Regions from separate parts of the Sus scrofa genome. Here region 1 is linked to region 2. Evidence: chromatin contacts called from public Hi-C data. All regions are on one chromosome and are shown on one strand. The core of a region is the stretch at or near the end of the contact, and the rest is flanking DNA. Distances in the headings are between cores, read along the strand shown. Region 1 holds the start of MED19 (mediator of RNA polymerase II transcription subunit 19). Region 2 holds the start of ZFP91 (E3 ubiquitin-protein ligase ZFP91).

What was found. Hi-C and Micro-C count contacts between places; a contact is called where the count stands out from the background.
Region 1: a Hi-C map of liver shows a contact between it and region 2, with 7 times the contacts expected there. The contact joins the promoter of MED19 here to the promoter of ZFP91 in region 2. A contact is called at or near these places in 3 of 5 promoter capture datasets (fetal liver, fetal skeletal muscle and liver), 2 of 47 Hi-C or Micro-C datasets (embryonic fibroblasts and liver) and 2 of 2 datasets of contacts at active chromatin or transcription factors (alveolar macrophages and skeletal muscle).

What each region holds. Positions count from the first base shown.
Region 1 is chr2:13,238,133-13,244,838 of Sscrofa11.1, forward strand. It overlaps MED19 (mediator of RNA polymerase II transcription subunit 19), which reads left to right and starts at 3,179. Exons shown (of 5, transcript XM_003122715.5): 1 at 3,179-3,575. The coding sequence starts at 3,308. TMX2 (thioredoxin-related transmembrane protein 2) reads right to left here and starts at 3,138. Exons shown (of 8, transcript XM_005660896.3): 1 at 2,715-3,138. The coding sequence starts at 2,903.
Region 2 is chr2:12,530,277-12,537,710 of Sscrofa11.1, forward strand. ZFP91 (E3 ubiquitin-protein ligase ZFP91) reads right to left here and starts at 2,005. Exons shown (of 11, transcript XM_021083007.1): 1 at 839-2,005. The coding sequence starts at 1,200. LPXN (leupaxin) reads left to right here and starts at 4,504. Exons shown (of 9, transcript XM_013994304.2): 1 at 4,504-4,659. The coding sequence starts at 4,647.

The sequences.
Region 1 (6,706 bases), core at 1,929-4,428, 710 kb after region 2:
GGCATGTGGAAGTTCCCATGCCAGGGACTGAACCCAAAGCCATAGTTGCAACAACACCAGATCCTTAACCTGATGTACCACAAAGGAACTTCCTTTGTCTTTAACCTATTTTGCATTATCTGTCAAGAGCCCAGACGGATAAAGGGAAAATCATTTTCCATCCATGTGTGTGTGTGTGTGTGTGTGTGTCTGTGTGTCTGTGTGTCTGTGTGTCTGTGTATAAAATGTGTGTTGTATTAATATAAACCCCTATTACTAATAAAATACCTATTACTCAGCTTCAATGGTAGTATTTTGCCAATATGGTTCCATTTCATCTATGCCATCCATTTCTTTTGTTAGAGAAACATAAAGCAAATTACAGGACTTCCTGCTGGTGCACCATGGGACTGACAGTGTCTCTGCAGCACCAGGACTAGGGTTTGATCCCCAGCCCAAAACAATGGGTTAAAGGACTCTTTGTTGCCGCAGCTGCAGCATAGCTGTAACATCATAGAGGTGGTATGTACTCTCTACTAACTCACTGCAGATGACATATCAACCTTTCATCTGATGGCTTGAGATGATCATTGCCTAGATTTATTATTTCATTAGAGTGCTACATAATTTTTATTTTATTTTTAGGGCAGAACCTGCAGCATATGGAAGTTCTCAGACTAGGGGTCAAATAAGAGCCGCAGCTACCAGCCTGCACTACAGCCACAGCAACACTGGATCTGAGCTGCATCTGCCACCTACGCCACAGCTTGTGGCAACACCAGATCCTCAACCTACTGAGAGGTCAAGGATCAAACCTGCATCCTCACAAAACATTCTGTCAGGTTTCTAAACCACCAAGACACAACAGGAACTCCAGAGTGCTACATAATCTTTAAATGCTATCACTCTTTCTGTATTACTTCAAATTCTTCTAGTAGGAAATTAACATTCCCTTATCAACTATTTATTACTCTGACAGTGTATAGAGGAAAAGCAAAGTGCTTGATTATTTCTTTTATTTAATAAAATAGAAATGAACTTTTATTCTGTTTAGCCACTGAAATTTTTTTTTTTCCTTTTTTTTTTTTCAGTGCTGCAGCCTCAGGATGTGGAAGTTCCTAGACTTGGGGTCGAGTTGGAGCTACAGCTACTGGCCTACATCACAGTCACAGCAACGTAGGATCTGAGCCACATCTGTGACCTACAACACAGCTCATGGCAATGCTGGATCCCCGACCCACTGAACAAGACCAGGGATTGAACCTGAATCTTCATGGATACTAGTTGGATTGCTTCCATTGCTCCACAACAGGAACTCCCTCTTTTTTTCTTTTTCTTCCACCCACAGCATATGGAAGTTCCTGGACCAGGGATCGAACCCGTACTTCCAAGGAACTGCAGTTGGATTCTCAACCCACCGCACCATGGTGGGAACTCCAAGCCACTGAAATTTTGAGGTTTACCTGTTATTGCTAAGATTATTTACCTTAATATTCTAACTTCCAAATCACCAAGGAAATAGTAAAAGATTTTTTCCAGGAAAACAAACACTAGCTATAAACTCTAAATAGTTAAAGGTCCCTACTTAATAGGTTCTTTTGGAGTTCCTGTCATGGCACAGTGGAAACGAATCTGACTAGTACCCATGAGGATCCGGGTTCAATCCCTGGCCTCGCTCAGTGGGTCAGGGATCTGCCATTGCCTTGAGCTGTGGTGTAGATCTGAGACAGAGCTTGGATCCCACGTTGCTATGGCTGTGGCATAGGCTGTAGCTCTGATCTGACCCTAGCCTGGGAACCTCCATACCCCGCAGGTTCGCCCCCCTGCCCCCCAAATGGATCTTTTGAAGCACCACAGCTATACATGAGCTACTTAATAACACTGGGAAAGAACGGCGGAAGTACGAAAAAGTAAACAAGGGAAGGAGAATAAAAGTAAGGAAGTAAGTTCTGTCAAAAGTCAAGACTCATTCTGGGACCTGGAAAAAAAAAAAGACAAAAACTCAGGAAGGCCCTCCTTCCTCGTAACACAGATTCAGCTATACAGAAGGGGGCACAGAACTTCATCTTATTTTTCTGAGTGGTCCTTCCACTTCTACTTAGGAAGTACTGCAAGAGAGTTCAGATTGATTTCTTTACAATGAATTTTTTTTACAATTCCATTTCAATAGGCCTAAAACTTTATTCATTTTTACATTCTCAGGATGCAGCACAGTGCCTAGCATACAGTCCTCCCTCTGCAGTTGTTAACTGAATTAAAATGACTGATGGTGCTGCTGCTTTGGCCAGAAGAGTGGTTTCAAGTCCCAGCCACTCACTAGTTGTGTGACCTTGGACAAGTCTCCTAACTACGCCGAGATCAATTTCTTCATCAGTGAAACGAGATTACTACTACTTGCCTTGTTTACCTCACTGATTCCTCAAGAGGCTTTACATAACGAGAGCAGCACTGTAAAACAGTGCAGATGCCTCGTTTGGGTAGGTACGAATTGTGAGACGGAAAGGACCTTGGACTCAGGAGTCAGAAGACCCCGGCAGGCTAACTCGCTGTATTCCCATCTTAAACGTGAAGAGGTTTACACTCGACGACCGCCCAGGCTCTAGATTCTTAATAGCTTAAGTCCGCTACAGGTTGGGAACCTCAGGTGTTCTCAAACAGGTGAACCTCGCATCTCGTAGATGCAACCTAGGACAGGGTGTCAAGGTCGCGGGGTCCTAAGGCGGGGGGTCGCTCACCCAGTCAAAGTCACACGGGTTGCCGTCTTCGCGTTGCGTGGGGAGATTGTAGCAGACAGGGGGCAGCTTCCTCACGAGTAGGAAGGCAGCAGAGAGGAGGGCTGACAGAAGGTAGTAAGGTCGGGCCAGCCATCGTGATAGTCGAGGTATCGAATAAATAAGAGCAATTAAAGGCGCGAGAACCGCCATCTTCCCGGCTCTAGCGGCGCCAGCCGCTCCACGGAGTCCGTGAGCCTGGTCCCGCCTCTCCCATCATTGTGCTTCCATTGGGCCTAGTCTCGGATGCACCGCCTCTAGATCCGGAAGCAGATCTCTGACTGGCTTCTGCGTCAGGTTAAAAATGGAGAAAGGGCTTTGATATTTTATTGGCTAATCTAGCTGTCTTTTTTTCCACCTAAATCGTTTTATTGGACATATGCGACTGCGGCAAGTAGGAGATACAGGAGAATTTAAATAAAGTTAAATAGTACTTCCGGAACGTTCTCAGAAGGCGACGGAAGTAGTTGCAGGAAGAAGGTAGGAAGGGCCCGAGGCAACCCAATGGTGAGAGGCTCCTGAAAGAGGAGGGCGGTACTCTGTGAAAAGATTGACCAATGAACGTCACCAACGCCAGACACCGAGACAGCGCCGGGGCGGAGGAGGCGATGGAGAATTTCACGGCGCTGTTCGGAGCTCAGGCTGACCCACCACCGCCCCCGACCGCACTTGGCTTCGGACCTGGAAAACCTCCACCCCCACCGCCTCCTCCTCCGGGCGGGGGGCCGGGCCCCGCCCCGCCCTCTACCGCGGCCACAGCCGCTCCCGGCTCCGACAAGTCAGCGGCCGGTTGTGGCCCCTTCTACCTAATGCGGGAACTGCCGGGTGAGTACAAGGCCTGGTCAAAGCCAGCCAATCAGATCATAGCGAGGAGAGGCGGGGCGTGGCTCTCAGCCTTCCGACTGGGGTGAGGGGTAACCTAGGCAACGCGTGGCGCGATTTCGGAACACTATACTAGAAGAGGTTCTGAGGATTCACAACCGAAAGAATGATTGGAATTGGGATGGATTAGGGGTGGGAAGAGAGTGGATCTCCCTGACCACCTTTCACGCCCGATCCTGCCCCTGACGCTGGTTTTTGACTCCCTAAAGATTATCCTAGCTTTGAGTTTGGTATTTGAGGGTCCTGATTTAACATCCCTGCGGACCCAGTTCCAGATCTGCTTCAAACTTCCTGTTGGTTTGGGACATGTTGTCTTTCTTCCTCTGGGCCTCGGGGTTTCAAAATGTGTTCGAAGAAGTGATTAGAATTAAACCAGGTTCTTTCATTCAAAAAATTATTTTGTTGCGCACCCACTCTGTGTACCAAGCACTCTTCCAATTGCTGAAGATACAGCTGTGAACAAAACTGACAAGATCCTTGCCTGTTTGGGAGTTTACCTGCCAGTGGAGGAGTCAAAGAGTGATAAACAGATATCTGCGGATAAACAGATAGTATCAGATAGTGGTTATGGCTACAAGGGGGAAATGTGATAAAGAATTGAGGGGGCAGAACTGCTTTAGCTAGAGTGATCAGGAGAGCCCTTTCTGAGTAGATAACATTAGAGCTAAAATATAAGCACAAAGGAAGAGCTAGCCATTTATGAGTGGGAGGAGAGAGAACTCTAGATACAAAAAATGAGATTAGAAGGCCCAATGTGAGAATAACCTTGAATATTTGAGGGACAGAAAACCACTTGCACTCCGGGGAAGTGAACAGGGAAAGAGCGATAGGAGATGAAGGTGGGAGAGTAGGCAGAGGCCTCTATAAGACATTTTAAGTTCAGGGGGAACCATTTTGACACAAGAGTCTGAAGTGATCTAACTTCTAACTTATTTGCTTATTTTCAATCATTCGAGCAGCTCTATTAAGGAAGCAAAGTGGGGGAGTTCCCGTCATAGCACAGCAGAAATGAATCCGACTAGGAAGCATGAGGTTGTGGGTTTGATCCCTAGCCTCACTCAGTGGGTTAAGGATCCAGTGTTGTCCTGTGCTGTGGTGTAGGTTGCAGACGCAGCACAGCTCTAGCATTGCTGTGGCTCTGGTGTAGGCCGGCACCTGTAGCTCTGATTTGACCCTTAGCCTGGGAACCTCCATATGCCTTGGGTGCTGCCCTTAAAAAAAAAGAAGAAAAGTGGGAAAATTGGTCAGAAGTTACAGCTTAGTAGTTCAGGAAAGAGATGATAGTTTGAACTAGGAAATAGCAGTAGAGGAGAGAAGTAAATGGATGCCAAATAAATGTTAGAGGTAGAACTGACAGGAATGCAGGATTGAAAATAGAATTGAAGGACAGAGGAATTGAGGGCAGTTTGGAAATGTTTGGCTTGAATAATTAGGTGGATGGTAGTGCTAAGATCAGGAAAGGACAGGTTTGAGGAGATGGATATCAAGTCATTTTGGACATGTTAAGTCTCCAGGATGACATTTAGTTCATCCCAAGTCCTACTGCTACATCAAGAGCTGAAGGAGGGGAGTTCCTGTCACGGCTCAGAGGAAACGAATCTGACTGGTATCCATGAGGACACAGGTTCGATCCCTGGCCTTGCTCAATGGGTTAAGGATCCGGCGTTGCTGTGGCTGTGATTGTAGGCCAGTGGCTACAGCTCCCATTCAACCCCTAGCCTAGGAACTTACATATGCCACAAATGCAGCCCTAAGAGAGTAAAGATTTAAAAAAAAAAAAAAAAAGAGCTGAAGAAGGAGTTCCTACTGTGGCCTAGCCAGTTAAGGATCTGGCATTGCCACAGCTGTAGCAATAGGTTGCAGCTTCGGCTTGGATTCGATTCCTGGCCTTAGAACTTCCTTGTACCATGGGTATGGCCCAAAAATATCTGAGGGAAATGATTTGTTACAGACCTTGAAATTCACAGTGCAGTTAGATATGTTTTAGTGTTTAATACTTACAATAGCCCCTTGAAATAGGCATTGTTATCTGCTTTTTAAAGCTGAAAAACTAAAGCATAGAGAGGTTGACTTGACTTTAGTTAGTGATTGATGTCTACCAGCAGTTTATTTAACCTTAACTTATTTTGATTGTACCTATTTACATTAATCACTTGAATATCTGTTCTGGGCAAATCCTGGGTATAAAGGAGACATATGATGAGAAGAGGAGAGAGATGAGTAAGCCTGGTCCTTGTATTTTTTTTTTTTTTTTTTTTTGTCTTTTTTTGCTATTTCTTGGGCGGCTCCCACAGCATATGGAGGTTCCCAGGCCAGGAGTCCAATCGGAGCTGTAGCCAGAGCCACAGCAACGCAGGATCCGAGCCGCATCTGCAACCTACACCACAGCTCACGGCAATGCCAGATCGTTAACCCACTGAGCAAGGGCAGGGACCGAACCCGCAACCTCATGGTTCCTAGTCGGATTCGTTAACCACTGCGCCACTACGGGAACTCCTGGTCCTTGTTTTTGAGCAAATAATTTTACCTAAGACTTCAAAGTGTATGGTTTAAGAATAAAGTAGTGATTATTCTTTCTTTCTTTCTTTCTTTCTTTTTTTTTTTGTCTTTTGTCCTTTTAGGGCTGCATCGGAGGCATGTGGAGGTTCCCAGGCTAGGGCTCTAATCAGACCTGTTGCTGCTGGCCTAGGCCAGAGCCACAGCAATGCCATATCTGAGCCACATCTTCGACCTACACTACAGCTCATGGCAGTGCCGGATCCTTAACCCACTGAGCAAGGCCAAGGATCAAACCCTCAACCTCGTGGTTCCTAGTCAGATTTGTTTCCGCTGCACCATGACGGGAACTCTGTGATTATTACTTCTTGTCAGAGCCAATGTCATTATTTTCTGGTCATGCCTCACAAACTACTAAGAACCACATGACTACATGATGGTTTTCAAAATGTGTTCCGTCTTATTCAAAATGACAGCAAGAATAAGCTGTCACTTTAGCTGGACTTTGAAGACTTCAGATTGTTTAAGAAAATTAAGAATTTTCCTAGAATTAGGTCAATCTTCCTAAAAGAAATTTT
Region 2 (7,434 bases), core at 755-3,254:
AAACACCTGTCCTTCAGTATTTTTAACATAGAAACATTTTAACAACTTAAAATATTTATATTCCTAGTCATGTATTCTTGATTCCTCTATGATCTCTGGGCAATACATGAATTCCTTTCACACAATTCTAATTTTTAAGGACTAAGTTCCTATATTAAAACATACACAAAAACAAAAACATGCTGCTTGTCAAAAACTTAAAACTTATCTAATCTTGTTATACTTGTCAAAAAATTAAAGTTATATGAAAGATTCTATACTTAAAATTGAGAGATTCATGTTTTTACCCTACTCTTAAGTACCAGATTTTGGAAAGAGTGAAAACTGCTGCGAAAATTTAACAGAGTGAAAAAAACTACATAACGATACTAGTACAACTGGCCCTTGGGCTAATTAATGGGAAATGGGGAGGAGACAAAATTTTGAAGGCTAAGCTCTAAGAGCGTGCTGTAGATTTCCTAATGGAGAGGTGATGTAATACTGGAGAGCAGCCCTAAGAGGGAAAGGGATAGGCTGACAAAGGGAGCGCAGATGCCAGGGTGGGGAGAAGCCTGAGGCGGCAGGGAAGAGGTGGGTCACTAGGGAGCACAAGGAGTGTATCCCACAACGGAGATTTCAAGAAAAGAAGTGGCTGGACCGGCAGGCGGGGGGGCGGGGGAAGCCAGAGAGGTCCGATAAGACCGCCAGCTAACAAGGAAGCGGTGTGACATCTGGCAGGCGAGCCGACAGGGGGCAGAGCAAGCAGGATGTCACGTGGAGTGGTCGCTACGGGAGCCGAGAGGGTTGCGTGCGGATAGAGGGGGGTCTTTCCCACCGCCTGAAAGACTGCGTTACTCACAGGAGTCGCGGACTCTTCTTGCCCTGAGCTGGAGACGGGGGCTTCGCGGCCTGGGACTGCTGCCCTGGGGCGTCGGGAGGCCTGGCGCTGGGGCTGCTCCTCCGCCGGCGGGGATACTCGGCCTTCCTCCGGCGGGACACAGCGGCAGCGGCGGCGGCGGCGGCCGCCGCAGCGGCCCGGCCCCGGTCCCGACCTCCCCTCAGCACGCGGCTGGTAGTGGTCCCCGCAGGCGCCGCCACCGCCGCCTCCTCAGGGGGCTGTTGTTGGGGCTCCTCCGGAGCCGCCTTGGCCGCCGCCGCCGCCTCTCCCCCTTCCTGGTCCTGCTGCTCCGGGGGTCTCGGCTCTTCCGTCTCCCCCGGCATCGGGACTCGTCCGTCCCCCACCCCCTAATCCCAGGCGGCGGAGGCGGAGGCGGCGGCGGCCGCGACGCTGCTCCCCCCCGCCCCCCGGAGCGTTCGGCTCACTCACTGCGCTCCTCTTTTTCCCCCCCTCCCCTCCGCCCGTCTCCGAGGGCGCCCCCCCCGCCCCCTGCCACTCAAAGCCCGCTACTGCTGGCGGCGCGCGCGCGCCCGCCACAGGCGCACAGCGGGCCAATCGGAGAGGAGGAACAGCTCCTTCGCCCCGCCCCTCACAGTCTCTCGCGCAGCGGCGTACCGGGTTCCCGCCTCCACCCCTTTCTTCAGCCAATCAGGAAACGGCTCCGAGGGAACGCGCGAGGTTTCCTTCCCCGCGCACCCGTTCTCACCGTTAAACGGCTGCGTCTCGCGACAATCCCAAAGTGACCTTTTTTTTTCCCCACCTCCGAAGCTCAACGCGCGCGAGGGGCAGTGGGAGGGTCAGGTCTCGCGAGGAGATTAGTGGGAAGAAAACGCACCTCTTTCCCCTCCTGGCGCGCACCCTGAACTGGCTGCGCGCGCACCTGCCTCCCTAAGGAGCTGCTAATGCCGCAAGGGCTCTTTCTAGCTTTCTTCCTTAAGCCGCGGAAGTAGCCTCGGCGTTCTTCTTCCTCCACCCTGATCCCACTCTCCTGTCTGTGGCCTTTCTGTCCCCAGCGCCGCTAGGTCTTGCGGAGAGAAAGGGGAAATTTTTTTGAGCTGTCGCTTCTCCTTTAAGAAAAAAAGCCCCGTCGGCTGCCGGATGAAAGTCTCTGAAAAAATGGCGGCGGCAAAACAGAGGCGGGGTCGTGAGGGCAAGTAGGGCCCGCCTCTTAGCGCATGAGCATGGTTAACTTTTCCAAAGGCATCCTGGGAAACGAAGTTCGGCTTCTCCTACGCCTTAGGAAGAAAGCTAGGAAACCAGAGGCGGAGAGGCTTCTGGGAGTTTTTGACTGGTGCATGATGGGAAAGGTAGTTTACTCTTTCCGCAGTTAGAATTTGCTCTTCTGGGGAGGTTGTGTTTCCGGGTTAGGCCGCAAGGAGCCTGCGCAGGTCCGGGCACAACTGTTGATCCCGTTGCTGGTCGGGATTGCCTGGCAGGATTTTCCTTGCTTCTTTAACTTGGTGTTGGCGAATCATTTCTAGGGTGGCCACTTAATAGCCCTTACCTTTGTTTGGTTATATGGCACATCGTCTGAGACTGGCTAGCGTTCATATCTGCAATATCCGTCTTCTCCTGTGTCTGACCCACTAACCTGTGAGTGTCTCAAAGTCAAAGATTGATTGTGGTTCCATTGATTCATAGGGGGCTTAGCACAATCACCACCACTCATTTGATTTTTAATAAAAGTTTGTGGAAAGAATTGTAGAATTGTTTTTTTATTAGATGTCGCCGGGGACAAGGAACTGGCGTCAGTTGCTTAACCTGGCTGTGGTCCCTGGGCTGGAGAGAAGGATGAAGGGTTGTTTGCGTGACTCTGGTGACCCACCCAGAAAATTGAAGGCCTCCTTCACACCCCCCGCCCTGAAGCCGTGTGCTTCTGTGGTTTTTACTTGTTTTGTGTTGCACAGGAAGCGTGGTCAGAATAGCAGCTTTGTCAGAAATTACTTTTCTCTCCACCAACATGTGCAACTAAATTGCCCTAATGCATCAAAACGAAGTTTCCATTTGCTCATCTTCAAGTTGGATTTGGTGAGGGTAGTGAGCCTCTTGCGTTCCTTCCTTTCTGACTTTCATCTATTATAATCAAGAAGCGATCTGCAGGAACGATTCTTAACCATGGAAAATAAAACTCCGGAATTAAAAGTCTCCAAAGTAAATGAATAGAAACAAGATCTTGGGATCCAGTTTTAAGTGTCACATGAATCATTCAGTTAAACTGCAGTTGGAGTCCCACATTTGCAAGCCAAGGGCTGAGAACATTATTCCTTCCAGTGTTTTGGTTCAGTTACCACTTCAGATGGGCCAATGTTCATAGTCTTTGTGGAATGTTTCGCACTTTCATGGGGCTACTGGCATTTCAACTGTAAAAACTGTCATAGTGTAGATGGAAAATTTTCAAACCCCCATTTGCAGTGAGCATACTTTTAGAATGGCACTGACATCCAATGGCTGCTCAGAGTAATGCAGAGGTGGGATCTCCTTTATGTCAAAAAAAAAAAAAAAAAAAAAAAAAGTTTTGAGAGTCACAATGGAATGAAATGGAGAACAAATGATTCCTTTAGAGTAACCTAAATAGAGATCACTCTGTTGTAGAGGAAAGATTACAAACTTGGAAGATAAATCTATCTTATAGCAAGTTACAAAGCTACCTACTAATTCTGTTATCTTTAGCAAGTTACTATTATCTATTTCACCACTGGTAAAAATGAGGGTACTATCTATATCACAGAGCCATAGTTTTAGTTCTTTAAATACTGCCTTCTCATATTAGGCTTTTTTTAAATGTTTTATTCAAGGTGAATAAAATCACAGCAGTAAAAAAAAAGTGAAAGTTAATCTCAGTGTGACTTTTCAGAAAAACTGCTATAAGGCAGTAGGCAGGAATTGTGCTTAATTGAGATGTCTGCAGCTTAGAACCTGGTGTCTCAAATCTCCCAGTTTCATTCTTCACAACCCCTATAGTTTGCATTTTGAACCACTGAAATAAACCTGGCCGAGGGAATTAAAATGTAACCTGGTCCTGATAATCCTGTTCTGCCTTTAATGGGTTGACAGTCTATTTAGGAAAGCAGGTGAGCATAATTTCCAGATAAGTAAAGACAGCAAAATGAGGAGCTCCTGCTGTGGCTCAACAGGATGCATGTTCAATCCCCAGCCTCACACACTGGGTTAAAGATCCAGTGTTGTGGCAGCTATGACTGAGGTCATAACTGCGGCTGGGCTCTGATCCCTGGCCTGGGAACTCTATATCTGCTGAGCGACCAAAAAAAAAAAAAATGAATTGGGTGCTGGTTAACTCTGATGAGAATTTTATGAAGGAGAATTTTATGAAAAGCATGAACCCCAGCTTCACAGAAAAAGAAAAAAAAAAAAAAAGATTCTCTGATACACAGTCACACACTGGGAAAAAACACAAGTGCAAATCTGCTATTCCCATGAATTCAAGATGGATCCTGGCACATAGGAGTTTCTCAAAATTTTCAAAATTAGGTTTGAATCTTTATCACCCGAGCCAATGCACAATGAGAACTCAAACCCAACTACCCACCTTTTCTATGTCATTTTAAAAACTCTGACCTGCAAAAGGACAAGAGAGAAAGAAACCCACCAAATCAAGGGAGAGGAAGTGCTAGGCAAATAGAGGAACCAGAAAGGGTTATAGAGGCTGCTGCGTGCTGCCTCATTCAGTTCCTTTGTGGTCCTGTTCTTCAGCACTTGCCAAAGCAGTTCCTCACAACCTGTGGTACCAGGGCATCTTGGGTGTGAGACAATGGAAGAGTTGGGTGAGTGAGGAGCTTCTTGGAAGAGAAACTCTGGGGGAATGAATGCTTGGCTGCCATCTCCTCGTGTGGTGGGATAAGGAAGGGTAGTGTTGGAGGATTTTATTTTCACTTCTCTCCTGACTTCAGGCCAAGAGTGAAGCATGAGGGACTGTTATTTTGGGGAACTATGGGTTCACTGTTTTCAGAGGCACAGTAGACAGAGAATTTGGTGCTAACCACAGAATAAACTGCACAAATACTTTTGGACTGAATTTTGATTGAAATTGTTATTTTGTTATGAGAATTTTGCTCCTATGAGTTGCTAGAGATCCTAGAGTGGTCACAGAATTGGCAAACCTCAGAGATGTGATTTAGGGAAAAAACAGAAAGAAGGGGGGCAGTTAAAGTGTTATGAGGAGAAGAAATGGGATAGAAGTAGAAGAAGGAGGGATCCCCAAAGATTGGAGAAAGTGGTTTCCTTTGTTCCATGGTGCAGCGTTAAATCAAGAAGATGCAGCCCTCTAACACTAGTGCTTTCATTGCTAAGGTTTTACCGAGAGCAATTCTGAAGGCACAGATTACTGTGGACTGTGAATATATCTCCTTCTATTCCAAAACAATTGAAACCAGAAGAGAAACTATGGGCCCCATTGCTTGGAGAGATCCCTGGTTTCAAATCTTTGGAGTAATGTAAGGTTTGATATTCTTGGGACTCATTCCATATCCTTTGCCAACTTTCGTTGCCATCGTCCCTACTAACACAGTCACTAACATTTATCCACTATCCAAGCTGTGTAATTCCACAGTGTCCAGGGTTTTTGTCTGTTTGGGGTATGTCAAAAGTGCGGACAACAACATCAGCAAAATGTATCTTGCAGGTTGTCTATTAAAAAAACTAACTTGAGATCTGGAGGAGTAGAGGAAGGAACAAAGGCAAATTATAGGAGGGAAGAGATGTTAATGAAAAGGAAAAAAAAAGGAAAAGGGTATTTAATAAATACTGAATTGTTTTGGACGTAAAATCTCTTTTGAAACTTGGAGTAGAATATAAACTTTGCACTTGGGGTAGAATCCAAATTCTTATTCTCTGCTAGGGGTGGGGAAATTCACATTCCTGTCTGAGTTCCACTAGAGTCAAGCTCTCTTTTTTTATTTTTTATTTATTTTTTTTTTTTTTGTCTTTTTGTTATTTCTTGGGCCGCTCCGGGGGATATGGAGGTTCCCAGGCTAGGGGTCCAATCGGAGCTGTGGCCGCCAGCCTACGCCAGAGCCACAGCAACGCAGGATCCGAGCCGCGTCTGCAACCTACACCACAGCTCAAGGCAACGCCGGATCGTTAACCCACTGAGCAAGGGCAGGGACCGAACCCGCAACCACATGGTTCCTAGTCGGATTCGTTAACCACTGCGCCACGACGGGAACTCCATTTTTTTTTTTTTTTTTTTTTTTGTCTTTTTGTTATTTCTTGGGCCGCTCCTGCGGCATAGCTCTCTTTTTTTAACTAGGGATATTTCATGGCTTTCCTGCAGGTAATTGGAAAAGGTAATAATACTTATTCAATGACTTAAGCTAAAACTAGACATTTTTACATATGCTAATTATTTTAGTGTTCCAAGCAACTCTTTGAAATAGGTAGTACCCACTTTTTTTTTTTAATCCAATTGAGAAAACTAAGAAAAACAAAATAATTTGTTCAGTGCCACTCTTTAGAACATCTGATAGCGAAACTGATTAAGCCACAAGCTGTTCTATTTTAGAAGTGTGTTGGCTCAGATGTTCCAGCCAGTAGGCTAACCCAGATAATTTTTTAAAAAATTAAAAAATAGATTTGCGCAGTTTTGCATTTCCTTAGCAGGATGAATGGTAAGAGTAATGTGGTCCAGAAATGTAGAAAGCATCCGGCATCCTGTATATATATCCTAGGAGATATATATATATTTTATATATATATATATAAAATTCATGCATATTATCCAGGTGATTAAACTTCATCAGGCTGTTAATAGCTACACCTCGAAGTCTCCTTTAAATTGTCATCAGCTCAGTAACTACCCCCTCTTGGACCTAGGGTGAACTTTCTTCTCCAATGGGGAGAAATAGAACGGAGGACAGGTCTGGCCAGGCGGGCTGATATTTCCTCTCTGCTGTACTTCCCCCAGGGTTAGTAGTTTGTATCCAGAAGGTCTGACCTAAACCCTCATGATAAGGGGATGCTAGATAAAGGGGAACTTGGAGCAGACTCTGGCTCTGAATGAAGTCATTGCAGTCTAGTGTGACTCCCAAGAGACTTCACTTAATTCCTTCAATGTGAATGTTGATATCATTTGATTTCTGCAGATGAAGAGCTATAGAAAAGGACAGTAGGGTTTTCAGTCTAATAAAATCCCCCACACAACAATAATCCCGTATGTATTTGTCATACTGAAATTAGTCATCTTCAAATTATAGAATCAGGCAAAAGGCCAGATAATCTGGGGGTGTTAGTACACTCAGAAAACAGGAAGAGAAAGGCCTGTTAACTCATGACCCAGAAAGGAGTGTTTTAGTAACTTTGGTTAGCTGATGCTGCCTGGATAATGTTGCACTCTTGGTGGTACATTTTGCTTCTCTTGTAGAGGGTCTTTGGTCTCTCCTCATCTTTACTGTAAATGCCTTTTTATTTTGAATCCAAGAGGATCTGTGACTTTTGGTTGGAGCGAAGCTTACAAAATAGAAAAGAAAGAGGCTATATCTTTTTTTTTTTTTTTTTTTTTTTGTCGTTTTAGGGCCACACCTGCAGCATATGGAAGTTCCCAG